7 separate regions of the Mus musculus genome follow, and regions 2, 3, 4, 5, 6 and 7 are each linked to region 1. The links are chromatin contacts, called in public HiCAR-type, HiChIP or PLAC-seq and promoter capture Hi-C maps. All regions are on one chromosome and are shown on one strand. Each heading gives the region's core, a stretch centred on a gene start, on an enhancer-like site or on the middle of the called end of the contact. The rest is flanking DNA. Distances are from core to core; before and after follow the strand shown.

Region 1 (3,382 bases), core at 333-2,832:
CTTCCTAGCGGTCTCTTACATTAGACCCCAAATTTTCAGATGCCAAGTAGCAGGCTAAAATTACACACACACACACACATGTTCTGTTCCTTTCCCCTCTACTCTCACGACACTCGGACACAGGCACGCACAGAGAGACAGTAACGTCCCTTTCCTCTCCTCTCGCGACAACGTTCTCCGAAGTCCTAACAAGTTGCCTTCCGATTGGTTCAGCCGGTGAGCGTCGTCCGCCATCTTTGTTCAAGGCATTCGGATGCTCCCGAGAGCCTTCACGGTGAGGGCGGAGGCCCCGCCCCATTCGGTGGTTCCAGACGGGTTGGGCGGTTCTCCCGCGGTGACCGGCGCAGCGGGTACTAAATGGGAGGGAGGCCGAGGGTTAGCGTCACGTGGCTTTAGGGACCGTCTCCTAATTCCGCTCCAGCACTCTACCTTCCCACCCGCGCCGGGCTCAGTCCCCGGTGACCCACAAGTTTCAAGAAGACACGGGCTGAAAACACTGGCTTCCGAAGGGAGTCGGTATACACCTTTCGGATCTAAAAAAGCTAAAAGAACTGTGCAAAGCTAGATAAGACCCTGTTCTTACCTAGCTGGATATTTTTTGTACTGTGTAGCCTCCAACCAGGCCTGAAACTCCCTGTGTAGACAGGGCTGGTCTCGAACGCACATAATACTACCTGTTTCTGCCTCCTACATTCTGAGATGAAAGCATGCAACACCATGCCTGGCTTATAAGAGATTTAAGGCCATATTTATTTGAATTTATCTGTGTGTCTCATGTGTGAATGTATAGGTGTGTGTGTTTGGGGGAGGTGGGTGCTGCCTGTGGAAACCAGAAGTGTCAGATTCCCCCGAGATGGAGTTACAGATGGCTGTGAGACACCCGTGTAGATGCTGGGACTGGAACTCCGGCCCTCTGGAAGAGCTGTAAGCGCTCTTAACCACTGAGCCATCTCTCCATTCTCACCCATTTTGCTTTACAGACGTGGTCGTTGGGACCGGGGTGGGGAGTGGGGGGAGGGGCGGTGTGTGTGTGTGTGTGTGTGTAAGTGGCTTACATCTACTAGGCGGCCCAAGTAGGATTTGTCTCTAGGGGCCATAGCATTGCCCCTCTGAAATCCCAGAGGATTCAGAGTGCTTTTGCCCCTTGTAATAACTCCCTAGCTCCCTTTTCCATTTTAACAGTTGCATGAGTCAGGAGAGTGGCTGTCCTCTTTGTGTCTCTATTTCCCTACTGTAAAGTAGGACCCTACGCTAGTGCCAGAGCTTAAGGAAGCAAACTTGAGTCTACTGGACACATGATGACTGTTATAATTAATTAGTCCTTGCGACTGTCTAAGGCAGTGAATGTTGGCACGCCTCCCATTTACACACGAACCGCGGCTCAGAGAAATACACCTTTCCTAGAAGCCGCACACCTAAGAAGATTCCATTCTCCGATTGGAACTCTGACCTATTTAACTCCAAAAACTAGTCATGTCTGGGAGAGTTTTGCATTAACTGCTCAGAGAAAACAAGACCATCTGTCTGCAAAACCCAAGCCTAGGAGAGGGGCTTGGATGTTGTATAAGGCAATTTTCAGACACTCCCTGCAGTGGCGTTAGCGATAGCGGGACCCGTCCTTCAGCCTCGGACTACTGGCGGGTTCTTGCCTGGTGTTAGCCAAGTGCTAGTGGAGACACAGTTGTGGTGAGACTCTAATCTGCAGCGACTCCAACCTTGCCGGGGAAGTCATGTCGGAGCAGCAGCGGCAGGGCGCCGAGCGCGACCTCTACCGGGACACGTGGGTGCGCTACCTGGGTGAGCGTGGGAGTGACAGACGCAGCGACCCCACCACTCCGGAGGGGCTGGGGGCGGGGGGGGGGGGGAAGCAATGGACCGGGTTGCCGATCTGGAGTCTGAAAAGGGGCTTAGTTCTTATTCGGCTTGGCCTGGAGACAGGGCTCAGGAGAAGGCTAGGGACTTGTCCAAGGTCACACAACCCTGTTGGTTCAGATCTGTCCACGGGGCTCTTCTGGAGGCACAAACCGAGTGTGTGGGTTGCCCTCTGCCATGACCGTGCACTAGCCATGGCGTCAGAGGATCTGGACTCCTAGCAAGTCTGCCTTTCCCAGGCTCTTCCTAAGCTTCAGTTTTCTCTTCTGTAAAAAGGGCTGAATGCGAGGCACTCCTGTCGGGTGCTGACTGTAAGAGCGGGCTGAGGTAAGGCCTTAAAAGACCTGGCACTTGATACTGGTCAGTGGAGCCCACCCTCAGTGATTCGGTGGCCTCCGGTCGCCTCCCTGGTGCAGATCCCCAGAACCACGGCTGGGGACTTTGATCAGTGAGCCATGAACTTCATTGTCGGTGTCAGTCCGCGGGCCTAGAAACCAAAAGGTAAAGTTACTTGACTGAGGTCACCTGCCGCACTGTAGTTTAAGAGGTTAGGGTTAGAAGCAGCTTTCTGTGTAGCGCCCCCTTGTGGAAAGGGCCAGAGAGTTAAATGCCTTTTCCCTCCAGGCTACGCCAATGAGGTGGGGGAGGCTTTCCGCTCGCTGGTTCCTGCAGCTGTGGTGTGGTTGAGCTATGGTGTGTCCAGCTCCTATGTCCTGGCCGATGCCATAGACAAAGGCAAGAAGGCAGGAGAGGTGAGTGTTAATTAACCCTTTCCAACCCATCCTAGTGTGGGTGGTATGCAGTCTTGCAGTGGGGACAGCCCTATCCCCGTTAGCGTCTCATAGTGCAGTCCATAAGCTAATCTTGTTTGTAGGATTGTTCATCCCCACCCGACCAAACCATTTGGGTAGGAGGTGACAGTTGGTACCTCTCCTGGATGTGGGCAAATCACCCCCAACCCTGAATGTAGTACAGCCCAGTCCTCCACCCAGCTGCCTTCTACCCTACTACCTCCGCATGTTCTTCCTCCTTGGTCCACCGGCATGCTTCTGTCTATAGGTTTCCTACCTCTGCCCCAGCTGGGCTAAATGTCTTTGTACCTTTCAGGTGCCAAGCCCTGAAGCAGGCCGCAACACCAGAATGGCCCTGGCTGTGGTCGACACCTTTGTGTGGCAGTCTCTGGCCTCTGTGGCTATCCCAGGCTTCACCATCAACCGTCTGTGTGCTGCCTCTCTCTATGTCTTGGGTACTATGACCCACTGGCCCCCGACTGTCCGCAAATGGACCACCACCACACTTGGACTGCTGGCCATCCCCGTCATAATCCACCCCATCGACAGGTAGGGGCCTTTCTGGTCTCAGGGACCAGTCACTCTGCAGGTAGAGTTAGGCTGTGAACTGTGGGCACAAAACCGGGGCAGCAGAGGCAGGGTTGAAGTAGAGAGGCCATCTGTGCTCTTATCAGCTAGAGCGGCAGAGCGGCAGAAAAGGAAGCAGAGTGCCTTATGGG
Region 2 (3,382 bases), core at 425-2,924, 960 kb before region 1:
CGGCCTGGAGGCCCGATGGAGATGAGAGACGCAGTGCTGGAGACTCCATGGCCAGAGGAACCCACCCCATGTGTACAAATGAAGGCGAGTCCCCTGCTATGGCAGACACACACACACACCCCGGTGTGCTAAGTGTCTCATACAGCAAGAGACCTTCAAGTGGGCACAAAGTATGATCTAGAAGCACCCAGGCCATAACTACCCGCTCCCCTAGCAAGACCTCCACCTCCAGTCAAGCCCTCACCTGTTTTCTGCTATACGCTGCCTCAGGGCTTTAACATAATCGAAACTGTCGGGGCTGCAGATGTCGTAGACCAGCACAAAGGCGTCTGTGTCCTGCAAGCTCCAGTCTTTAGGGTCCGGCCACTCCTAGAGGGTAGAGGCTGGGGTTTACTCCAATTCAACCTCACTCCCCGTCACCTCCCAGCAATACTCCGGATGGGACGCGCCCTCCCACAGGCCAGACTTCCCAGCCGTGCTTGGATCTTGTCAGTCCTTAGCCCTCCTACTTCCTGGGCCACCCGTCAACCTACTATGCTCCTACTGCCTCAGAGCCTGGGATCTGCCGTCCACCGGCTGACAGATGGTAACTGACTGTCCTGGTGCAGCTGTACAGGTGAAGCCTCTGGCTTGTCTCTTGCTGCTCTTTCCCCCTTGCAATATTCTTACAGCTTCTTTCACCAAAACTTCATTTAGCCTCCCAGGTGCTGCTCAAATGCCAGCTTTGAAATGAATGCAGCGCCAAAGACTGGGAGTCTGAGGGTGCGGTGGCCCCCTCTAGAAAGGGTACTCCTGTGTCTGGTCCAGTCTGTCACAGCGGCGCGGCTCAGCTCAAGCTGTGCCACACACTGACCCAGACACCAGCCTAGGCAGGCAAAGAAGACAAGAAACAGCCACAGAGCCGGGCGTGGTGGCGCACGCCTTTAATCCCAGCACTTGAGAGGCAGAGGCAGGTGGATTTCTGAGTTCAAGGCCAGCCTGGTCTACAGAGAGAATTCCAGGACAGCCAGCACTGCACAGAGAAACCCTGTCTCGAAAAAAACAAAAACAAAAACAAAAGAGAGAGAGAGAGAGAGAGAGAGAGAGAGAGAGAGAGAGAGAGAGAGAGAGAGAGAGAGAGAGGAAACAGCCACAGGGCACCTACAGGTTAGCGCAGGAAGCTCGTATGCAAACTACCTAGACACACACACTTCAATCCCAGAACGGGCTCGGGCGCCCTGGATCAGTACACATGGGCACCAAGTGTACACACACCCCTGGCCCCCTCGAACCGCTACCTCAAGACTTCTGGGGCTTGAGCCGGGTCCAGCGACGTCACCATCGCGGATACTCAGGTCGTAGACCGCGCCGTCGAGCAGCACCGCGGGTCGGTAGAGGCAGGGACTGTCCGTGGGTCGGTGGCGCTCAGGATAGTCACCAAACAAGAATTGGCGGATGATGGCGGTCTTACCCACTCCCGGAGCACCCAGAACAGCCACCCGCAGGCTGCCGCCCATGGCTGGCCCGCGCTCCCGCGCCTGGCACCGGGGAGCTTCATGAGCCCGTTCTGCGCCTTGCTTGCCCGGCCCGGGATACCCGCATCGCGTCGCCTACAGCACCTCAGCCACAAGAGGCCAGGCCTGAGGATCGAGCGGGCGGACGCACCCGCAGCTCCGCAGGAAGAGTGCACCCGGTGCGGTGCAGACCCGCCCCCACCTTCAGCTCCGTCCCCTTCTCGCTCCGGCGCCGGGAGCCGCCGCCCCAGTCGGCCGCGCGGGCGAGCAAGCGAGCGGGGCCTCCCGGAGGCGGCGATGAGGTAACTGTCCGCCCCGCCCCTCCCGGGGAGGGTCGCGGCCCAGTGACTGCCAGGCGGGTCGCCTTGTTAAAGCCTGGTTCCCCAGGTGGCAGTCAGCTTCCCTCAACCGTTTCAAAACCGAAGCCGCTGGGCGCCACCTCCCTGTTCCTCCAACACCGCTGGCTGCAACCTGGCTGTTGACCAAGCCCAGGCTCTTAGAATCAGGCCACTTGGGGTCAGACCCAGTCCTGGTTGAATGACCTTGGGCCAATCGTCGCATTGGACTTTTTGTCTGCATCCCGGTTGTCCACCAAAGGCCGATGGCTTCAAAGCTTCCTCCTGTTTTGTGAGACCCTGGGCACCAACTCCTTTTCTGGGCTCTCCCCTGCATCATCTTCGAACCGCAGCCTCAACCTGGGTACTCGTGGTTTAAGGAGGAGGGAACTGAGACCCTGGAGAGGTATCTCAAAGTGAGAAGGACACTGGGACTCCGTCCCGGGCCTGCGGGCCACTTTTCATTACACCTACAAGGACAAACGACTAGAAGAACACTGTTTCAAAGGACCAGCCCAGAGGGGGTGGGGAGTGGAGACAGAAGGGTTTGAGCCCAGCACAGAAGTCTGCTCAGCAACTCAGCCCCCAGTCACTGCCCCAACAGGTTGGAGGCGAAGAAACAGATCCACGGGTCTGTCCCAGAGTCTGTCCCAGGGGTGCACCATGCCCTCTTCCCTGGACAAGTTCGGAAGCTCCTCTGAGGGTTCGGAAAGTCTGGGTTTGCCCAACCTCCGTCCGGCCCTCCAGTCTCCACACACTGGAGGAGTTCCCAGGCCTCTGCCCTCCACCCAGGTACTGTGAAATGCAGGCACCCGGCATTGAACAAGACTCACTCATTCAACGAATGCTTCAAGTCTAACAGGTGGCCAGAATGCTGAAATGGAGCCAAAAGGAAAAAGAACTGTCTCCTCTCCCTTAGGAGAGAAGGCTCTAGAAATACTTAGATCCAGGCCTCTAAAGGCATTGATAATATGTCTACCTGGCCAGGAATTAAGTGGAAGGAAGGGCAGGAGAAACTAGCCCGTCAAGGGGGAAGGAGGCACACCCTCCCGCGGGGAACAGGTGACAGCAGCTGGAAGGTATTCCTTAACACTAATGTCTAGTCCTCTTCCCCAGGTAGACTTAGGGCCTGGTCTGATTTCACCACCCCCACCCCCACCTCTCTTCCCCCTTTCAGCCACTAGGGATATTCTAGGTCTTTAAATTCAGAGTAGCGACAGCTGGCTTTCCCCCCTCCCCCCTCTTGCTGAGATTCCCCTAGAATGACTTCTGTTCCATTTACAGGTTTCCAGGCTTCTGGGGTTTGTGAGCTGCTTTTCGCTTCCAGAAACAGAAAGGAGTGGATAAACTCAGCCCCTTCCTCTCCTCACACAGCAGGACAAGGCAGACACCGCCTGGCTGGTCTCGCTGGGGCTGCCTGTGCCTAGGCCCGGCTCCAGAGTTCTCTTTCTTAGCAGAGCGGCCACGCCGGGGCTTTCTTGGGAGTTGCAAGAGGATTGTGGGTGAGGAAGCTCTGGGCCCCAGCGAGACTTCAAAGCTTTTGAACAGTCTCAT
Region 3 (3,382 bases), core at 427-2,926, 900 kb before region 1:
GGTGTCAAACAATAGGAAGCAGAATGGGATCACTGTAAATGCATGAGACATCTTTCTTCCTAAGGGGACAGAAGAGGGGAAAGTTCAGCATGCAAGCAGGCAGAGCCAATCAACCTTATGAAAGGTTTTCCCATTGATTTAGGGTCTGTCCCGGGGAATGCGCATGTAACAAGAGGACGACTTGCAGGAGCTGGCTCTCCCCCTCCACCATGTGGACTCTAGGAACTCAATCAGTTCATGAGGCTTGGTGGCAAGGGCCTTTACACCTCACAGGCCCTGTCTAAATTCTTGAGACAAGCTATCCTGATGCTTTGTTAATCTAAGAAGAGGTGTGCTTGAGAAAATGGCTTCCCCAGATTGTCTGTAGACAAGTCTGTAGGACATCTTATTAATGATTGTGTGGGTGGTGGTCTTGGGTGTAGAAGAAAGCACGCTGAGTAATAAGCCAGTAAGCAGCATTCTCTGTGGCTTCTGCTTCGGCTTCTGCCCTAACTTCCTTTACACTGGGCTGGAGTGTGGAGCTGTAAACTGAAATAAAACCTTTCCTTCCCAACTGCTTCTGGTCACGGTATTTTATCACAGCATAGAAAAGGAACTAAAGGGCTGGAGAGATGGCTCCGTGGTTAAGAGCACTGATTGCTTTTCCAGAGGTCCTGAGTTCAACTCCCAGCAACCACATGGTGGCTCACAACCATCTGTTATGGGGATCCGATGCTCACTTCTGGTATGTGTGAAGACAGTGACAGTGTACTCACATACATGAAATAAATACATAGATCTTTAAAAAAGAAAGAAAAAAGAAAAGTAACTAAGAACTAGAACTCCATTATGTAAGTCAGGCTAGCCTCAAACTCATGATTCTTTTGCCTCAGCTGGTGGACAGGACTGCAGGTATACACCACCATGCTCGGGTGATTAAGTCTTCAGGAGGAAGGAAGACCATACCACTCTGAGGAGGAAAGTGCTCCATTGTCCACAAGGGCAGACACTGGCCAGTGGTGCCTTTCTTCCTTCCAGGCCATGCAATCTCTGCATTGAGAAGCTTTGAGGGTGGCATGCAAGTATATGCACTGAACACTGAGGGCACATGGTGAGTTGACAAGGGAGCTGATCAGCAAAACAGACAGAGATGAGAACAACTTAAGGTCTGACTCAGGTGCAGCAGCACTTCTGAATGCATGGATATAGATATATACAGGCAGGGAACACTGACCCCTGAAGGTCTCTGCTGGAGCTGTAACTGTTCCATCCCTTCCTGACAACAGCTGCTCAGAAACCTGCCACAAGGATAGATGGATCTCAAGGGCCATCAGGAGTAAGTCAGAACAGACACAGAGGCCCATACCTGCAATCCTAGTTCTCGGGAGGCTGAAGAACAAGGATCATGGATTCCAGGTCAGCCTGGATTCCCTAGGGAGACCCTGTCTCAGAAAAAGGAAAGAAAGGGGAAAGGCTAAGAAAGAGAGGGAATGAAAAGGGGCATTCTTTAACCAAAAAGAAAGCCCAGCTGGTAAAGTGCTTGCCAAGCAATCATGAAGACCTGAGTTCTCCAGAGCTCAGGGAAGAAAGCTGGAGCTGCACTTGTGACCACCAGGTGAACCCCTGGAGCTTACTGACCAGGCAAACTAAACTAGTTAATGATTTCCAGGCCAGTGAGAAACTCTCAAAGATCCAGATGGCTAATGCCCGAGGAACAATACCTCCAAGTTGACCTCTGGCCTCTACAGACACGTGACTGTATCTACACACTCATCCAGCACACACGGAAATACACACAATGGAGGCTAGAGTGGGGTTGCTGCTTCTTCCTCACCTAAGACAGGAGAGCTGGAGTGTGCTCAGCTCTTTCAGCTAGCTGTCTCAAGGACAGAGACTGGCTTATCACACCAATGTCCCCTGCCTAACTGTGACCCTGCCTGTGAGGCTGAGCAAGATTCCAGGCACTTCTCCCCATTTGACAACCTTTCATCTTACTCAGTGTTCCTAGTGGTGTTGGTGACTGAATCCAGTGTCATACCTACAAAGCAAACTACCCCGGAGCTACAGTCTTTAAAAAGGAAATGGTTCCTCCCAGGTGAGCACGAACACCCATTTTAAGGACAGGGAAACAGGGAAGGCTAACTCCAAGACCAAAAGGCGAGTCGTCGGCAGACAAAGCACTTCAGACTACCTCTCTGAGACAATGTGGTCTCCAGACTCATACAAACAGGCTCTTTCAAGTCAGCTCGGCAACTATGAGAAAATGTTCCATGTTCTTCAGGCTTGGCATGAAATGCAGAACAAAGACAGTGCTTACAGAAGTATGACAAACAGACATACATTGTGGGCCAGACCCCACACGGAATTTTAAATTTAGTTCTCATGGGGTAAGGATGGCTCAGCTGGTAAAGGTGCCTGCCACCAAGTCTGATGAACTGAGTTTCTCCATGTGGTGGAGAAAGAGAAAAAACCCTGTAAGTTGTCCTGACTTCCACACACTATATAACAAAAGTATTAATTAAAAGTTCCAGCCGGAGCCGGGCCGTGGTGGCACACACCTTTAATCCCAGCACTTGGGAGGCAGAGGCAGGCGGATTTCTGAGTTGGAGGCCAGCCTGGTCTACAAAGTGAGTTCCAGGACAGCCAGGGCTACACAGAGAAACCCTGTCTCGAAAAACAAAAACAAAAACAAAAACAAACAAACAAACAAAAAAAGTTCCAGCCGGACATGGTGGCACACGCCTTTAATCCCAGAACTCAGGAGGCAGAGGCAGGTGGATTTCTGAGTTTGAGACCAGCCTGGTCTACAGAGTGAGTTCCAGGATAGCCAGGGCTACACAGAGAAACCCTGTCTCCAAAAAAAAAAAAAAAAAAAAAGTTCCTGGTGAGATGGCTCAGCGGAGGCCATGAGTTCAAATCCCAGCAACCACATGATAGCTCACTACCATCCATAATGAGAAACAAATAAAGAGCCTATGGGCCGGAGCAGGACCCAGAGAGAGTAGGGCCAGAGCAAGAAGGGGAAAGGGAAGGAGAGAAAAAAAATTCCATCTTCATAATATCTGTGAAGAAGATTTTATCAATAGCACAGGTTCACAGATAAGGAAAACTGAGACCGAGAGAGGTTAAGACATTTGTTTAGAGTCACACAGCTAGAAAGCAATAAAGCCAACACCCTCTAACACTGTCTTATGAGGAGGTCACATGTCCCACTCAGTCCAGGGAGGCAAATACTTTCCTCTAAACGAAGCTCTGGTAGAACTGAATATAGGTCAGACTAAAGGGTACAGGATACAAGCTGCCACATATACCAGCGGAATTCCTCAGATGTTGAATAGCAGGCAACTTTAGGCCCCATCTACCTACTGAAACAGCAGGAACAGCAGGTTTGGTGACATGGCTA
Region 4 (3,382 bases), core at 391-2,890, 850 kb before region 1:
GATCTGAAGAAGTCTATACTGGTTTCCAGAGCTTGTCAGTGGGCATTGGAGTGGGGCTCTCTCTGCTCCGGGAAGAGGTTTGCAGGGAGAAAGAACTTCACAGAGAGCCAGGCACTGGACAGGACATGCAGGGGTGGGTCACTTACATACAACCGTAGGTCGTTTCGAGCCCGTCATATGACTCATCCAATCCTCCCCTGTACCGCACAGAGGGACTGCTTGGAAAAGCTATGGAACCTCCCTACTCCGTTAGGCATAGATTTAACCCTTCCCATCCGAGGAGCGGCTGCTGTCCGTGGTGCTGAAGCGATAGCGGCACGGGCGGCTCCGTCCACTAACACCGCTTTTGACCGGAAAACCAAACCAAGAACGAGCCGTATAATAAAGCAAGAGCTCCAAGTCTAAGCCCCTCCGCCGTCCCCGCCCTTTCACCTGAAGCCTCAGTAGGGCTCATGATGGAGGTCGGTGGACTTTGGTACTGAAAAACCACTCCACCACTTCCTCGGAGCATGAAAGGGGATGCTTACGGCAGTACTGGTTCATCTATTCTGGAAAAGGAATGAGATGCCAAGATAAAGCAGAAAAATCGGGCAAGGAAGGGAGAAAGACAAAGTTCTCAGGTGAGAGGAACTGGTTACTATTCCGACTGGCAATATGTGGGTTCTCCTCCCCAAAATCAGCCAGACATTTCCCAAGTTCGAACCTCCTAGGGGCACATGGGAGCTTGGAGCTGCATCTTGTCTCTTGCACACAAGGGAAAACCAAACATAGGAGAACACAATTTGTACAAGGTCATTCAGCTAGCGAAGCACAGAAGCTAACCCCACCCTGTGGCAGAACTTGGCTTCGGTGTTGAGGCTCTTGCTGCCTACTGAGGGACCCCCTGTTCTTCGTAGGCAGTTTTCCTTTCCGGGCAAGAGGAGACTCCACTTTCCAGTCGTGGCCACTGGAATTTTTAGAGAGCACCACGTTCCTCTCACCCAGCGCTCCCTTTCTCCGTCTGCAGTGTTCTCCTTCTCAGGGTAGCTTTGCGGTCCTTTCAAACTCCACGCCCACCCCAACCCCAACCCCGAAGCCAGCTGTACAGTTCCTTAAGCCCCTTTGGGTGGCCCAGGGCCGCTGTAGTATCTGGGGAACACTGCACCGCCAGCTAGAAGGTCCCCATTTATCATCAGTAGCATCCATCATGCAACCCCATACAGAATCCCTTCGTGGGTGACTGCAGTCTGCACTCCTCATCTCAAGGTCCTCTCTAACTATCAGGGAACCAACCCTGTGCTGCTTCTCAAGTGGGGGTGTCCTCTCATAGTAATCACTGCAGTCTCCCACTGCTTCAACCCGAAGGCGCCCTGACCCATCAGTTCTGCAATCCTCTCCCTATTTCCAGTGCCCTCTCTTATTCTGAGGGTCTTATTCTGACTAATAGGGTCTTCCGACATGCACCTGGAGGTCTGCACTTGTCCGCTCCGGAAGTCCTTTACTCCTTGGTCTGACCTCGGGAGGCTCTACTGACGATGCGTCGATTCCCCTTCACTCCTGGGTCGTCCCCCCCAGCCCCGCCCCTCTCACTGCGGAGAAGCCGGTCGGCCCGGGGCCGCGGGGGAGGAGGTGGAGAGGGTGGGGCCCTCCTCCCCAGCCCCCCACTGCCGAGGGGCCGGACCGGGCCACCGCGGATATAAAAGAGCCGGAGTCCCAGAGCTGCCGCAGTGCTGCCTGCCCCGTCCCAGCCCCGCACTCCCGCTCCGCTGGCGGCCGCACCTGCTCCGGCCATGATGAGCTTCGGCAGCGCCGATGCGCTGCTGGGCGCCCCGTTCGCGCCGCTGCACGGAGGCGGCAGCCTGCACTACTCGCTGAGCCGCAAGGCAGGCCCGGGCGGCACGCGCTCCGCGGCCGGCTCCTCCAGCGGCTTCCACTCGTGGGCGCGGACGTCCGTGAGCTCCGTGTCCGCCTCACCCAGCCGCTTCCGCGGCGCCGCCTCGAGCACCGACTCGCTAGACACCCTAAGCAACGGCCCAGAGGGCTGCGTGGTGGCGGCGGTGGCGGCGCGCAGCGAGAAGGAGCAGCTGCAGGCTCTGAACGACCGCTTCGCGGGCTACATCGACAAGGTGAGGCAGCTCGAGGCGCACAACCGCAGCCTGGAGGGCGAGGCGGCGGCGCTGCGGCAGCAGCAAGCCGGCCGCGCCGCCATGGGCGAGCTGTACGAGCGCGAGGTGCGCGAGATGCGCGGCGCCGTGCTGCGCCTCGGGGCGGCGCGCGGGCAGCTGCGCCTGGAGCAGGAGCACCTGCTGGAGGACATCGCTCACGTCCGCCAGCGGCTGGACGAGGAGGCCCGGCAGCGTGAGGAGGCGGAGGCGGCGGCGCGCGCCCTGGCGCGCTTCGCGCAGGAGGCGGAAGCGGCGCGCGTGGAGCTGCAGAAGAAGGCGCAGGCGCTGCAGGAGGAGTGCGGCTACCTGCGGCGCCACCACCAGGAGGAGGTGGGCGAGCTGCTCGGTCAGATCCAGGGCTGCGGGGCCGCGCAGGCGCAGGCTCAGGCCGAGGCTCGCGACGCCCTCAAGTGCGACGTGACGTCGGCGCTGCGGGAGATCCGCGCGCAGCTCGAAGGCCACGCGGTGCAGAGCACGCTGCAGTCCGAGGAGTGGTTCCGAGGTGCGCGGGAGCGCGGGGTGGGAAGGGGTCGCCCCCTCCTGGCGGAGCAGTGAGCAGCCCGAGAGGACTCCTCTCAGAAGTAGCTAGACCCGCTGCGAGGTGCATGCCACCTGACAAAGTAGCGGTTTTACCCAGACCCTCCCTTGGGGCGCCCCAACTCTGGATTTTCCTTTAGAAAAAGGAAACCACCCTCCACATTTTTTATGTCTGTAATTAAACACCGGGGCCAACCCCTGTGCCCCACACACTGTTAGACCCCAGATTCAGACTGATCTCCCATCTGAAATGGAGCAAGCCCCGTCTGGACCCAGCGTATCAGGTATCCAGCAGCCGCTTGCCATGCCAACTCTGCCCACCCTTTCTTGCGCACCCTGCGCAGTGGGTGGAACAGGAGTATTCGTTCTACCAGGCTTCGTCCCACTACTTGCTCAGTACATAACATCGCGAATTTTAGTAATTGCTGTGTAAAAATGAAAGCCATTCATTTTCATGCCGTTTCTAGCCAGTACGGAACCATCATGTGGACCTCATTGCTGTAAATGGCTGTTATTTAATATCCCCTTCCTCTTTCCCAAAATTTACAGGGGTTCTGAGTCAGCTAGACTGCAGTTGCCCTGAAACCTTACCCTTTAGCTGCAGGGTGACCTTGACCAACATTGGCTTTCTCTCATTCTCATTTCTTTTGGGATTGGGGCAAAGAGTAACTGGGCTTCTTTGTGTCAGCTGCAGTCATCTG
Region 5 (3,382 bases), core at 650-3,149, 830 kb after region 1:
GGGTTCATACTGTCTTCTGATCTCCATATGAGCAACAGACCTCCAGAGTCAGGGAGTGTGGAGGGGGTTGTTAGAGAGATGGCTCAGCAATCAAGAGCACTGCCTGTTCTCCCAGAGAACCCAAGTTCAATTCCTATCACCCACATGGCAGCTCACATCGATCTCACACCAATGCACATAAATTATATTTGTATATATAATTTATACATAGAAAATATCCATAATTTTATGCATATAAATTATACATACCCTAAATAAAATGTATAATTTGTAAAAATTTAATGAGAAAGTAGAACCAATAGTAATAAGCTAAAAAAAAAAAAAAATCAGAAAACAGAGTATCCTAGCACTCAGGACTAAAGAGGCAGGCAAGATCTCTGAGTTCAAGGCCAGTCTGGTTTACAGAGTGAGTTCAGGATAGCCAGGGCTACACAGAGACTTGTCTAGAAAGAACAAAAACAAAAACTCAAAAGTAAAAGGTGGAGTGGTGATATACTCCTTCAACCTCAGCACTGAGTCAGTGGATCTGGGGGAGTTCCAAGCCAGCCTGGTCTACATAATTAATTTTAGATCATTCAAAGTTACACAGTTAGATAAAAGAAAGTATGCACCCGTGTCCAAAGCCCAATTAAACAATTACACAAAGCAAATGGTCGGTCCCTCTATGTCCCTCATCATCAGACCCATAAACAATTCTCCCCTCAGGGTTCAGGGGGATCCTCCCGATCTAAGTGTCATGAGTGAGTCCTCGGCATTACAGGAAAAACCTTCCTATGGGAACCATTCTTTTACCTCCCTTTTTCTTTTTTTCCCTTTTTTATTTTATTTTTTTCCCAGTTTTTCGAGATAGCTTTCTCTGCCTTGACTGTCCTGGAACTTGCTCTGAAGACCAGGCTGGCCTGGAACTGAACTCAGAGATCTACCTGTTTCTGCTTCCTGAGTACTGGGATCAAAGGCGTGCGCCTCTATCATCTGGTTTATCTACATTTCCTAGAATGTACTTTCTGGCATGGTGTGTGGTAGTCGAGGGTTGCCTTGAACACAGGAGATCCTTGGTCTCAGCACCACCAGGAGACACACTCCGGTACTTTTTTTTTTTTTTTTTTTTGAGACAGGGTTTCTCTGTATAGCCCTGGCTGTCCTAGAACTCACTCTGTAGAGCAGGCTGGCCTCGAAGTCAGAAATCCGCCTGCCTCCCAAGTGCTGGGATTAAAGGTGGGTACCACTACCCTATGCCTCTCTAAGTGTATTTCTAACAAACAGCCTAGAGAGTATAATGATAAAAGGCACAGTTCTATTTGTCCATCTGACAAATTCGGGACTCACTTCCAGTCACACTACGCTTTAGTGGCTGTAACCTTATTTTACACAATAAAAATGCTTTTATATTTATTTATGCATTCCCTTCTAATTTGTGCTAACATAATTTCCAACTTTTCAACATGATAGCTTCTCCAAGTAATGGCTCTCTCTGGAAGAGCTCATTCGATCCACTAACTGTGGCTCGTTGAGTGCCACACTCCTTCTTTAGGGTTCCTGGTAAACAAAGGATCCCTCAAAAATTGTGCCCCCCACCCCTCTGAGTCTCTCTACAACCCCCCACCCCTCTGAGTCTCTCTACAACCCAGGAAGCCGAGGTCTGTCCTGATGAAGAAAGGGAGCTTCCAAGTATCTGCGCGCACTCTGATGGTCGCCGGGTTTAGGTGCACGCTGGGCACGGGAGTCGAAGGGGCGAGCGCAGGTCCGGCGGGGTGGGGCCGAGCTGCGCGCGACCCTCGGCGCGCTCCGGGAAGTTGGCCCGAGCGACCGCTCTGGTCACCTCACTGCGGGCTCTATGACACCGCGCTGGCTGGCGGGACAGGGAGGAGTCGGCGGAGAAGGCGGAGACCGCCCATCTCCGAGAGCGTCGGCGCGGACTTCTCGCGGAACCGTGTCGCGAGCTTAGCAGATCCCGCGCTTGCGCGCTGCAGTGGTGGCCAGAGGCGCGGCGGGCGCGAGAAGGGGGACCTAACCAGTGTGGAGGCTGGTGTGGCCTTAAGCCCTCCGCCACCATGAGCGGGACCTTAGCGAAGATCGCGGAGATCGAAGCCGAGGTAAAAGGCGCAGCCGGCGCTTCTCTCCTGGCCCTTCTGCGGCGCTGCGGCTCCTCCGGTGTTGCGTCCGCGGCGTCAGGGCCTGGCTTCCACCCCTGTGCCACCAGCTGCCATCGCCCCCGTAGTCTAAACCTGCGCTGCCGCAGCCCCGTCCCCATGCAGCCCCTTCCCTCAGTTCCTCGGGCCTGGGCTTCTCAGCTCCCATCCGCCAGCTCCGTCTCTGCGCAACCTCCCACATCCCACACCCAGCACTTGCTCCGGTTTTCGGCGCATGTCTCGACATTATTTCTGTTTTTCTTGCTTTTTTCTCTGAGCCACACGACTTCTATATCCCAGACTCCGTGATCCGATCACGGGCTTTGAGGTCTTGTCCCGTTATTCCTTGCCCACTTGCCACTCACTGGTGGTCCCCTTTTACACGCCGTTGGTTGTGACGGTAAGATCTGGGAGTAAGTAGATTGTACCTGGATGGCGCGTCATCCCTGAGACCTTCAGGGCTTTTTAAAGTCCGTAATGTGACACCCTTCTTTTAGATTGGGTACCGTAGAAACGAATCAGCAGATGCATTTTAATTCCCTCTGTGGATAGAAATTCGAATGACCGTGGGTCCTTTCACGTTGGGTCTCGTTTGTTTCTTTTGTGGTGAAGAGAATGAACTGGAGAGGGGAGAGGGAATTCAGTTTATTTTTATGTTTCTGTGTGTGTGTGTTCAGCATTACTTAGGGGAATCGTTCTGTTCAGTCATGGTTTCTGGGATTGAGTTTAGGTCTTCCAAGTTTGGCAGCAAGTGCACTTGAGTGTGTCTATCTGGCCCTGGATTTTTTCCCTCTCTCCCTCCCTCTACCTCTCTCCTTTGTTTGGAGACAGGGTCTTGCTACATACTTCTGGATGTCAGGGATCCCATTGTGTAGATCACGCTGGCCTTGAACTCAGACAGATCTGCCTCTGCCTCCAGAGTGCTGACATTAGCCAGGCTTGGTTTTTCTTTTTAAAAAATACTTAGTTGCCTGTATCCTCTTCAGTCTGCAGTTTGCTGGATGCTCGTGAATATGAGCCATTTGGTCTTCCCCTGAAGCAGTATTTCAATAGACAGTTTGTTCACCTTCACCTCTATTGTGGGCGTCTAAGGATAAAAAATAATTCTTAGGTGGAGCTCAGGAGGCCGAGGCCAGTGGTACACTAATGAATTCAATGCCAACCTGGTTTACATAATAAGTTGTAGTACAGTTAGGACCACATAAAGAGACCCTGTGTTAAGAAAAATTAAAATGGTTACACTGACATTAGAA
Region 6 (3,382 bases), core at 336-2,835, 800 kb before region 1:
TGAGGTTGAGGACAGCCTGGTCTACACAGTGAGACAAAAATCACAAACGAAATGTCTAATTACTTCAAGTTTCCTAGTTTATTGTTAATATTTACAAACACCAAGGTTCTTGTGAGAAATAGATTCTCAAGTTGGAGAGATGACTCTGAAGTTAAGAGCATCATCGACTGCTCCTCCAGAGGATCCAGCTGCAATTCCCAACATCCACGTGGCAGCTCACAACTGACTGTAACTACAAGATCTAACACCTCACACGGACACGCACGCAGGCAAAACACCGATGTACATAAAATAAAAATAATTTAAAAAGAAATGGATTCTCTCTCAGAATCTTAGACAAGGAAACCAAGACAGAATTTATTAATAAATGTTTTCATCATACTATGTATACTATGCAGTTATATCAATATCATAAGACAAGTGGAAGCCATTTCCTATTTATGGCATGCAGACCAGACCCAAGTTTTCTTCTACCAAAGTAACTATAGGTTTAAAAAGTGACTGTGAAGTTGGGAATATTACTCAGCTGGTAGAGTGCTGGCCTAGCATACTCAAACGCCTGTGTTTGATCTCCTGGACTGCATAAAACTGTGTGGCGGGACATGCCTGCAATGAGAACAGGTCAGACTGAGAGCTGGCTGACGAGATGTTCCAGATCAGCTTTTGCTATATAATGTGTTCAAAAGTCAGTTTGGGCTACATAATAAAATCTCGTCTCCAAGAAAAAAGGGGGGAGGGGCGGATGGGCTGTGAGACAGGATAGTGGTAAATATCAGGAATCACAGAGCTTGAGTGACTGAGGCAGAGGGATCTTTACCAATGTGAAGCCAACCTGGACTACAGAAGCTGCCAGACAGACAGGACTATAGTGACTGCATTTAAAATCTTCATTAAAACGGAGCAGGTGGCACCTCTTCTTACTGCCCGAGCCCTTTGCAGTATAACTTAAGAAAAAAAATTCTTGTTTTCCTTTTCTTAGAAATTAAGATAAGCAAAATATTTAATGAAGCAAATACACTAAGTCCAGCCAGCTAGCTAGGAAATAGAGCGGACAACATAAAGAAAAGCCAAGCCAAGCTTCTTTGCCCTTGTAACGTCCGCACTTCGCGCTCTCAGCCTTTCTGCTCCAGCAATAAAAGCTCTTTTCTGCGACTCCTTGGAGTCTGGTGCGGCGCGACGATGGTAACGCCTCTCTCAGAGGACCGCAGGAGGCTGCCGGTGACAGGTAAACGAGTGGCGGACTCATCTGACAAAACCCACAAGGGTGGCACGGAAAACCCGGGAAAGCCAACCGCCACCCAGGAGCGTTTGCCACACGCCCAAGAGGACCATCGACGAGGGTCACCACCAGCAGCAGCACTCTCGGGAGACTACAATGGGGACAGAGGATGCTGCTCCGGTTAGTTCCTAGAAAACCGCCACGAGCCTGGGGGACCCCGACAGGTGAGGACCCCAGCCCGCGGACACGCTCCGTGCCGTCTGCACATCAAGCCCGGATCGCCCAGCGAGGACCTGCAGCCCCAGCCAGCAGCCCTCTACCCTCGCTCACCAGAATGCTCCTCACGCCTTCCAGCCGGGTAGCCACTTCCGGCTCGCGACCATAGAGAAGCGGAAGAAGAGAGCCACAGGCCGGAAGTGAGACACGAAGGCCAGATGCAGCTTGGGAAGCAAGGAAGGGGCGAGTCTAGTTCTATTAAGTTGGGAAACTGGGGCGATAATGTCCAAGTCTGTGCTTCGTGCCCCTTCACCGGAGTGTGAATTAGTGGGCCCTCCGCCGACTCACTCGAGTGAGTTTGTGGTATCTCAAGAAAGCACAAGTGTCGCTGTGCTATCATTTGAACAGGAGTGGATTTTGTCTTCTGACTTTGTTCAGGGCCTCACTACATAGCACACTTGCGGGTCTTGAACGCTATATAGATCAGGCTGGTCACTACGATCCGCCTGCATTGGACTCGCTGGACTTAGGCAGGTGTCACCATGCCTGACTCTTCTTTAAATTTTTGTTTTGTTTTTTTTAGATTTATTTATTTATTATATGTAAGTACATTGTAGCTGTCTTCAGACACTCCAGAAGAGGGAGTCAGATCTCTTTACGGATGGTTGTGAGCCACCATGTGGTTGCTGGGATTTGAACTCTGGACCTTCAGAAGAGCAGTCGGGTGCTCTTACCCACTGAGCCATCTCACCAGCCCTTGTTTTTGTTTTTTGAGACAGGGTTTCTCCGTATAGCCCTGGCTGTCCTGGAACTCACTTTGTAGACCAGGCTGGCCTCCAACTCAGAAATCTGCCTGCCTCTGCCTCCCAAGTGATGGGATTAAAGGCGTGTGCCACCACCGCCCCCCCCCCCCACTCTAACTTCTTGATACTATCGGAGTCACTACACCCAGAAAGGAACTGAGGCAGGGGCATAATCCTATATTACACCTGCTTCCTGCTTCACTGTTTTGTTTTGTTTTGATTTTTTATTTTCCCCCAAGACTCTAGTGCAGTACCTGTAAGCTTCAGATGTTTCCTATGCCTGGCATTTCTGGAGTAAATTCTGGTTGTCTGCAAACATGAACATTGAATACCTTGTGGCGCCGAAACAGCTCCTTTTCTTGCTCTGGGACGAAGATGAAGACGGTCTCCCTAAGAGATCAAAGCCAGTGTAACCCTCAGCCAACTGGAAGCTGCCCTGCCTTAGACAACTACTGAGATTCCTTGTAGATGAAGACAACACCACAACGTACAGTAAATATTTAATTTGGTTCCATCAACATTCTCCTGGATGGTAGCACAACCATGCTAAGCAGGGGTTCATGAGGTACCGGGGTCATTGAAGAGACCCCAGAATCACAACCTACTCCACAGACCTAGTGTTTCTGCAAAATGAGGGTTTGGGGGACAATGTCAAGAAGGGAAAGAAAGAATTTGATGGAACTATAGGTCTCAGCCTGTGTTTTTGCCTGTAGGAAGGAAGAAGTACAGAAGAGCTGAAGCACAAATTCAAGTTTTAACCACATTATGTAGGAAAACATGGATACGCCTCTCCATCTGTCTAGGAACAGGGTGCTCCCTTAAGATCCTCTGTCACCTCTGTCCTGTCTTCCCAATTCTGTATTTTAAATTCTGAATCCTATGTGCCCACTTGTGAAGGGTTCCTGCTTCAAGGCTGTCTCATGTACCCAGATCCTTCCCACTCCCACCCTTTTCCTAGCCCTTTAAGTAGACTTCTGGACCACCTACTGACACTGATAACTTCTGGATTTCCTCCTGACTGTCACGACTTCAGACTTTATGGCAGTTCCAGGATTTTTATTTATTTTTTTTTAAAGACTCAGGCTTGCTTTTTTAACAAGTAGACACCAGAGAGTTCCCGGGCCATACCTGGACTGATACCCTT
Region 7 (3,382 bases), core at 463-2,962, 780 kb before region 1:
AACTATGAGGGCTTCCAACCCAGAGATCCTCCTGCCTCTGCCTTTTAAGTACTGGAATTAAAGGTGCATGCTGCCACACCTGGCCCAAAATAATTTTTTTTTCCTTTTGGTTTTTGAGACAGGGTCTCTCTGTGTAGCCCTGGCTGTCCTGGAACTCACTTTGTAGACCAGACTGGCCTTGAACTCCAAGATCTGATTGCCTTGAGTGCTTGAATTGAAGTCATGCACCACCTCTAGGCTTAAAATATTTTTTTAAATGTTATAAAAGATTATTTTTCTGGATATCCTTTCTCACAATGACAGAAATTGTTTGAGGCATAAGCATGGTCTCTTTAATCCAATGAGGGCTGGAGATGTCATTGTTTACTTGGTGGAGAGAGCACTACATTAGCCTAGCATACCTAAACTCCTGAGTTCTCTTCCTAGCAATAGAAAACAAGGCTATCAGACACATCCTATTTTCTCCTCCTACCCAAGGTCATCCCTCCAGAAAAGGCTGAGTTTACAAGGTACACTCTAGGCTTTTTTCCCATTGTCGGCTTCTCTCTCATTACCCAGCACGGAAGTGAAGGGCACGCGTCCCAACTCTTCTATCCGTGCTTTCCTAATGTGCACAGCGATCTAACGGAACTCCATGGCCACATTCTTGGGCTGGGGCAGGAGTAACGCAGGTCCCTTTCCACAGGTGTGAGGGCAGGTGTTCCACTTCTTTAGCTAATGCTTTTTGCACAAACCCTGTCCTAAAACTTGTGAGGGTGTGGGGCTGGGGAAACAGGAGAGCAGGGTCAGAAGTGCTCCGGGTGATAGGTGCAGAGATGGGGGTAGCACCGGGCGTGGCATCGAGGAGGGAGGAGCAGCCCAGAGCCAGTCAGGGGAAGGAAGCCAAGCTCTCCAAAGCCAGAATTGAGCCTCTCTCCTAGGAGGCCACCAGCCGTGGTACAAAGTGCAGAGTGCATCGTAAGACCTGGGTCCTAACATCCAGAGCTGCCTCCACATGGCACGGACGCTGACCTTGAACAGCTCCCACCCCACTCTGTTGACCCACCTGTACAAAGCAGGGTGCGGAATCACTTTGGGAATTCCCACCGTACCCCCAGTCCTCCTCTCCTTCCAAAACTTTCTGCTGGCTCAGAAGACCCCAGCGCGTGCTAAACCACAAAGGCCAGGCAAAAGGCTGCCAATATCCTCTGCCTTCGTCCGGGATCCAGGGCTCAAAACCTGTCCCTCCCACTCACCTCATTTTTTATTCTCAGCCCAGATCCAGGTCCCAAACAGGACAAAGAACCTGCCCAGCTAGGCATGGTAGTGCACACCCTCACTATCTGGGAGGCAGAGGCAAGAAGATTCCGAGGTCGAATCACATGTAGTACGAACCTGTTTAAAAACCAAAACCATCCCCATACCTTTTCACCTTCCCCATTCTTTCTCAGCCTCAGGCCTACATCCTGGTAGCTCTCTGCCTCTAACCCCTCAATTCCAAATCCGAGAGTCTGTTTTTCATTCCAGCCCCCTCCCCTGCTCCTGTTCCGGGCACGCAGTCAGCCCCGTCGGCCTCTCACCGCACAGCACCCGCAGCCGCGAGGTCCCCAGCACGGGGTCTCGGCTTCGTGAATAGCCGCCGTGCCGCTGCAGAGATGATGCACAACCGCGGAGCCATGTTGGACCGGAGCAGGTTGGAGGAAAGCCACGCCTCAGCCCAGTGGCTGGGGGCAGGACTAGAGAAAACCACGCCCTCCCCTCGCCAGCTTCCCTTTCAAACACAAGCAGGTGGGAGTCCCCCAACTCTACAGTTGCACAGTCCATACCCACACCTCCGAGCTCTTGAAACTCTGCAGCTAACTAGTTCTGTTCTCTTCAACGACCTTTTCCCCTCTGTACCTGGGAATTCATCTCGATAATCGCAGGGTTGTATGTCCTGGACATTCTGAGGATAAACTAAAGACAGTCTTTATACCCCTAAAATTGTTCACAAACTATGTGAGTTCCCTTCCTCCTTGGGTGCTGGAGGTGGAGCCCAGGACCTCACACATGGCTTGGCAAATGTTCTGTCTACATCTTGTGTTCTTCTGTGTCAAGGCATCAACAGACAATATTTGTCTATTCAAAAGAACAAAATCTATAACAATTTTTAAAAGAGAGAGAGAGAGAGAGCCTGGGGGGGGTCCAGAAGCCTCAAATATCCTGGAACTGGAGTTTAAAGGAGATTTTGAGGCACTCTAATGGGTACTGGGATCCAAACTCAGGTCTCCTCCAAGAGCTTTTAAAGGCAGAACTGTCTCTTTAACCATTTAAAACAGATGGACAAGACTCTGAGCAAGCAGGATGCTCTTTCTCCAAAGCCCGAGTGTGATGGTGCACTTAAGAGGCTGAGACGAACTGGGCAGTGGTGGCGCATGCCTTTAATACCAGCACTCGGGAGACAGGCGGATTTCTGAGTTCGAGGCCAGCCTGGTCTACAAAGTGGGTTCCAGGACAGCCAGGGCTATACAGAGAAACCCTGTCTCGAAAAACAAAATAAAACAAAACAAAACAACAACAAAAAGAGACTACGGAATTAAAACAACAAACAAAAAACATTTTCTCTTCACTGTCTATTCACCTGGAGGCTCTATATTTGCTTTCTCAGCCCACACAGAGATGGATCCCTTCTGATCCCCTGGGGGACACAGGGACAGAGACACACCAACGGGGGAGTGGGGTGGGGGAGGATGCCAAGCCACCGACTGTAATTCGGTGCAGGGGATTTACAGCCGGTATAACTAACTTCCGGAGTGCTTCAAACTGTGAGTCTGGCAAGTTAGGTCTCATCTAAGATCTTGAGACAGCAAAGGTTGGCTGAACAAGTCCTATCTGTACTTCTTGGCAGCCAAGGCCTGGTGGAGCAGACAAATCACTCCAATCACTGCTGACTGAAACCTCCAAGGCAGAGATGTTAGCCATGCCCCGCCCCCTCCATCAGCTAGGCTACTGGCAAGTGAGCCCCAAGGATCTCCTTGTCTATGCTTCCCCAACATTGGGATTACAAGCAACCTCTCCTGCTGTGGTGCTGGGAATCGAACTAAGGTCTTTGGGCTTATACTAACGTGACCCAGTCCGTGGGTCAGACAACAGGGTGAGAGAGAGAGAGAGAGAGAGAGAGAGGGAGAGAGAGAGAGAGAGAGAGAGAGAGAGAGAGAGAGAGAGAGAGAGAGAGAACTGAGGGGGCAAGAGATGTGAAGAATGGAGTGGAGACAAGACAGCCTGTCTGATCAAGTCTCCAGTCTCCAGTCTCATTTATTGTAAGGCAGCTATGGGTATATATAAGCACAAGCTGGGGTGGGGTGCAGCTGGAGACACTTAACCACAAGTCCAGGATGTATAGGAGAAAAACAAGATGTTATCA

What was found. Promoter capture Hi-C pulls out the DNA fragments that hold promoters and counts their contacts. HiCAR-type assays count read pairs that join an accessible place to other places. HiChIP or PLAC-seq counts read pairs in DNA pulled down with a chosen protein or histone mark.
Region 2: an HNF4G HiChIP or PLAC-seq map of pancreatic cancer cells shows a contact between it and region 1. The contact joins the promoter of Rasl10a here to the promoter of Mtfp1 in region 1. A contact is called at or near these places in 2 of 39 promoter capture datasets (liver and pre-B cells), 1 of 484 Hi-C or Micro-C datasets (embryonic stem cells), 5 of 115 datasets of contacts at active chromatin or transcription factors (astrocytes, embryonic forebrain, embryonic stem cells and 2 more) and 1 of 9 other capture datasets (embryonic stem cells).
Region 3: a contact with region 1 is called in a promoter capture Hi-C map of liver, with 2.8 times the contacts expected there. The contact joins the enhancer-like site here to the promoter of Mtfp1 in region 1. A contact is called at or near these places in 4 of 39 promoter capture datasets (hematopoietic stem and progenitor cells, hippocampal neurons, liver and 1 more) and 4 of 115 datasets of contacts at active chromatin or transcription factors (acute myeloid leukemia, astrocytes, fetal liver and 1 more).
Region 4: an H3K27ac HiChIP or PLAC-seq map of embryonic stem cells shows a contact between it and region 1, with 8 times the contacts expected there. The contact joins the promoter of Nefh here to the promoter of Mtfp1 in region 1. A contact is called at or near these places in 1 of 39 promoter capture datasets (the SN4741 cell line), 2 of 484 Hi-C or Micro-C datasets (both in embryonic stem cells) and 3 of 115 datasets of contacts at active chromatin or transcription factors (T-cell acute lymphoblastic leukemia and embryonic stem cells).
Region 5: a HiCAR-type map of astrocytes shows a contact between it and region 1, with 5 times the contacts expected there. The contact joins the promoter of Drg1 here to the promoter of Mtfp1 in region 1. A contact is called at or near these places in 2 of 115 datasets of contacts at active chromatin or transcription factors (astrocytes and extraembryonic endoderm stem cells) and 1 of 9 other capture datasets (adipose tissue).
Region 6: a promoter capture Hi-C map of pre-B cells shows a contact between it and region 1, with 8 times the contacts expected there. The contact joins the promoter of Thoc5 here to the promoter of Mtfp1 in region 1. A contact is called at or near these places in 5 of 39 promoter capture datasets (the 3T3-L1 cell line, 3T3-L1-derived adipocytes, hippocampal neurons and 2 more), 5 of 115 datasets of contacts at active chromatin or transcription factors (the 230-238 cell line, astrocytes, extraembryonic endoderm stem cells and 2 more) and 1 of 9 other capture datasets (embryonic stem cells).
Region 7: a contact with region 1 is called in an H3K27ac HiChIP or PLAC-seq map of stem cell-derived neural progenitor cells, with 10 times the contacts expected there. The contact joins the promoter of Nipsnap1 here to the promoter of Mtfp1 in region 1. A contact is called at or near these places in 1 of 39 promoter capture datasets (the SN4741 cell line), 8 of 115 datasets of contacts at active chromatin or transcription factors (bone marrow-derived macrophages, embryonic stem cells, epiblast stem cells and 4 more) and 1 of 9 other capture datasets (pancreatic islet).

Annotation. Positions count from the first base shown.
Region 1 is chr11:4,093,631-4,097,012 of GRCm38.p6, reverse strand. It overlaps Mtfp1 (mitochondrial fission process 1), which reads left to right and starts at 1,582. Exons shown (of 4, transcript NM_026443.4): 1 at 1,582-1,797; 2 at 2,497-2,624; 3 at 2,980-3,212. The coding sequence starts at 1,731. Gm51935 (a long non-coding RNA gene) reads right to left here. Exons shown (of 3, transcript XR_003949843.1): 3 at 2,271-2,359.
Region 2 is chr11:5,056,420-5,059,801 of GRCm38.p6, reverse strand. Rasl10a (RAS-like, family 10, member A) reads right to left here and starts at 1,674. Exons shown (of 3, transcript NM_145216.4): 1 at 1,278-1,674; 2 at 245-369; 3 at 1-4. The coding sequence starts at 1,496. It also overlaps a transcript of Gas2l1 not described here.
Region 3 is chr11:4,996,820-5,000,201 of GRCm38.p6, reverse strand. The region is part of intron 1 of Ap1b1 (adaptor protein complex AP-1, beta 1 subunit); the gene reads right to left. Among named protein-coding and RNA genes, the nearest start is that of Ap1b1, 12 kb to the right of the region's middle. Within about 2 kb of position 1,676, at least 49 of the 459 cell types and tissues checked have an H3K27ac peak or open chromatin away from gene starts, as enhancers often do. A contact at or near this core is called in liver, where this site is marked.
Region 4 is chr11:4,946,322-4,949,703 of GRCm38.p6, reverse strand. It overlaps Nefh (neurofilament, heavy polypeptide), which reads left to right and starts at 1,640. Exons shown (of 4, transcript NM_010904.3): 1 at 1,640-2,646. The coding sequence starts at 1,770. It also overlaps a transcript of Ap1b1 not described here.
Region 5 is chr11:3,264,980-3,268,361 of GRCm38.p6, reverse strand. Drg1 (developmentally regulated GTP binding protein 1) reads left to right here and starts at 1,899. Exons shown (of 9, transcript NM_007879.2): 1 at 1,899-2,093. The coding sequence starts at 2,052.
Region 6 is chr11:4,893,546-4,896,927 of GRCm38.p6, reverse strand. Thoc5 (THO complex 5) reads right to left here and starts at 1,585. Exons shown (of 20, transcript NM_172438.3): 1 at 1,550-1,585. Nipsnap1 (nipsnap homolog 1) reads right to left here. Exons shown (of 10, transcript NM_008698.3): 10 at 2,727-3,382.
Region 7 is chr11:4,872,281-4,875,662 of GRCm38.p6, reverse strand. It overlaps Nipsnap1 (nipsnap homolog 1), which reads right to left and starts at 1,712. Exons shown (of 10, transcript NM_008698.3): 1 at 1,560-1,712. The coding sequence starts at 1,657.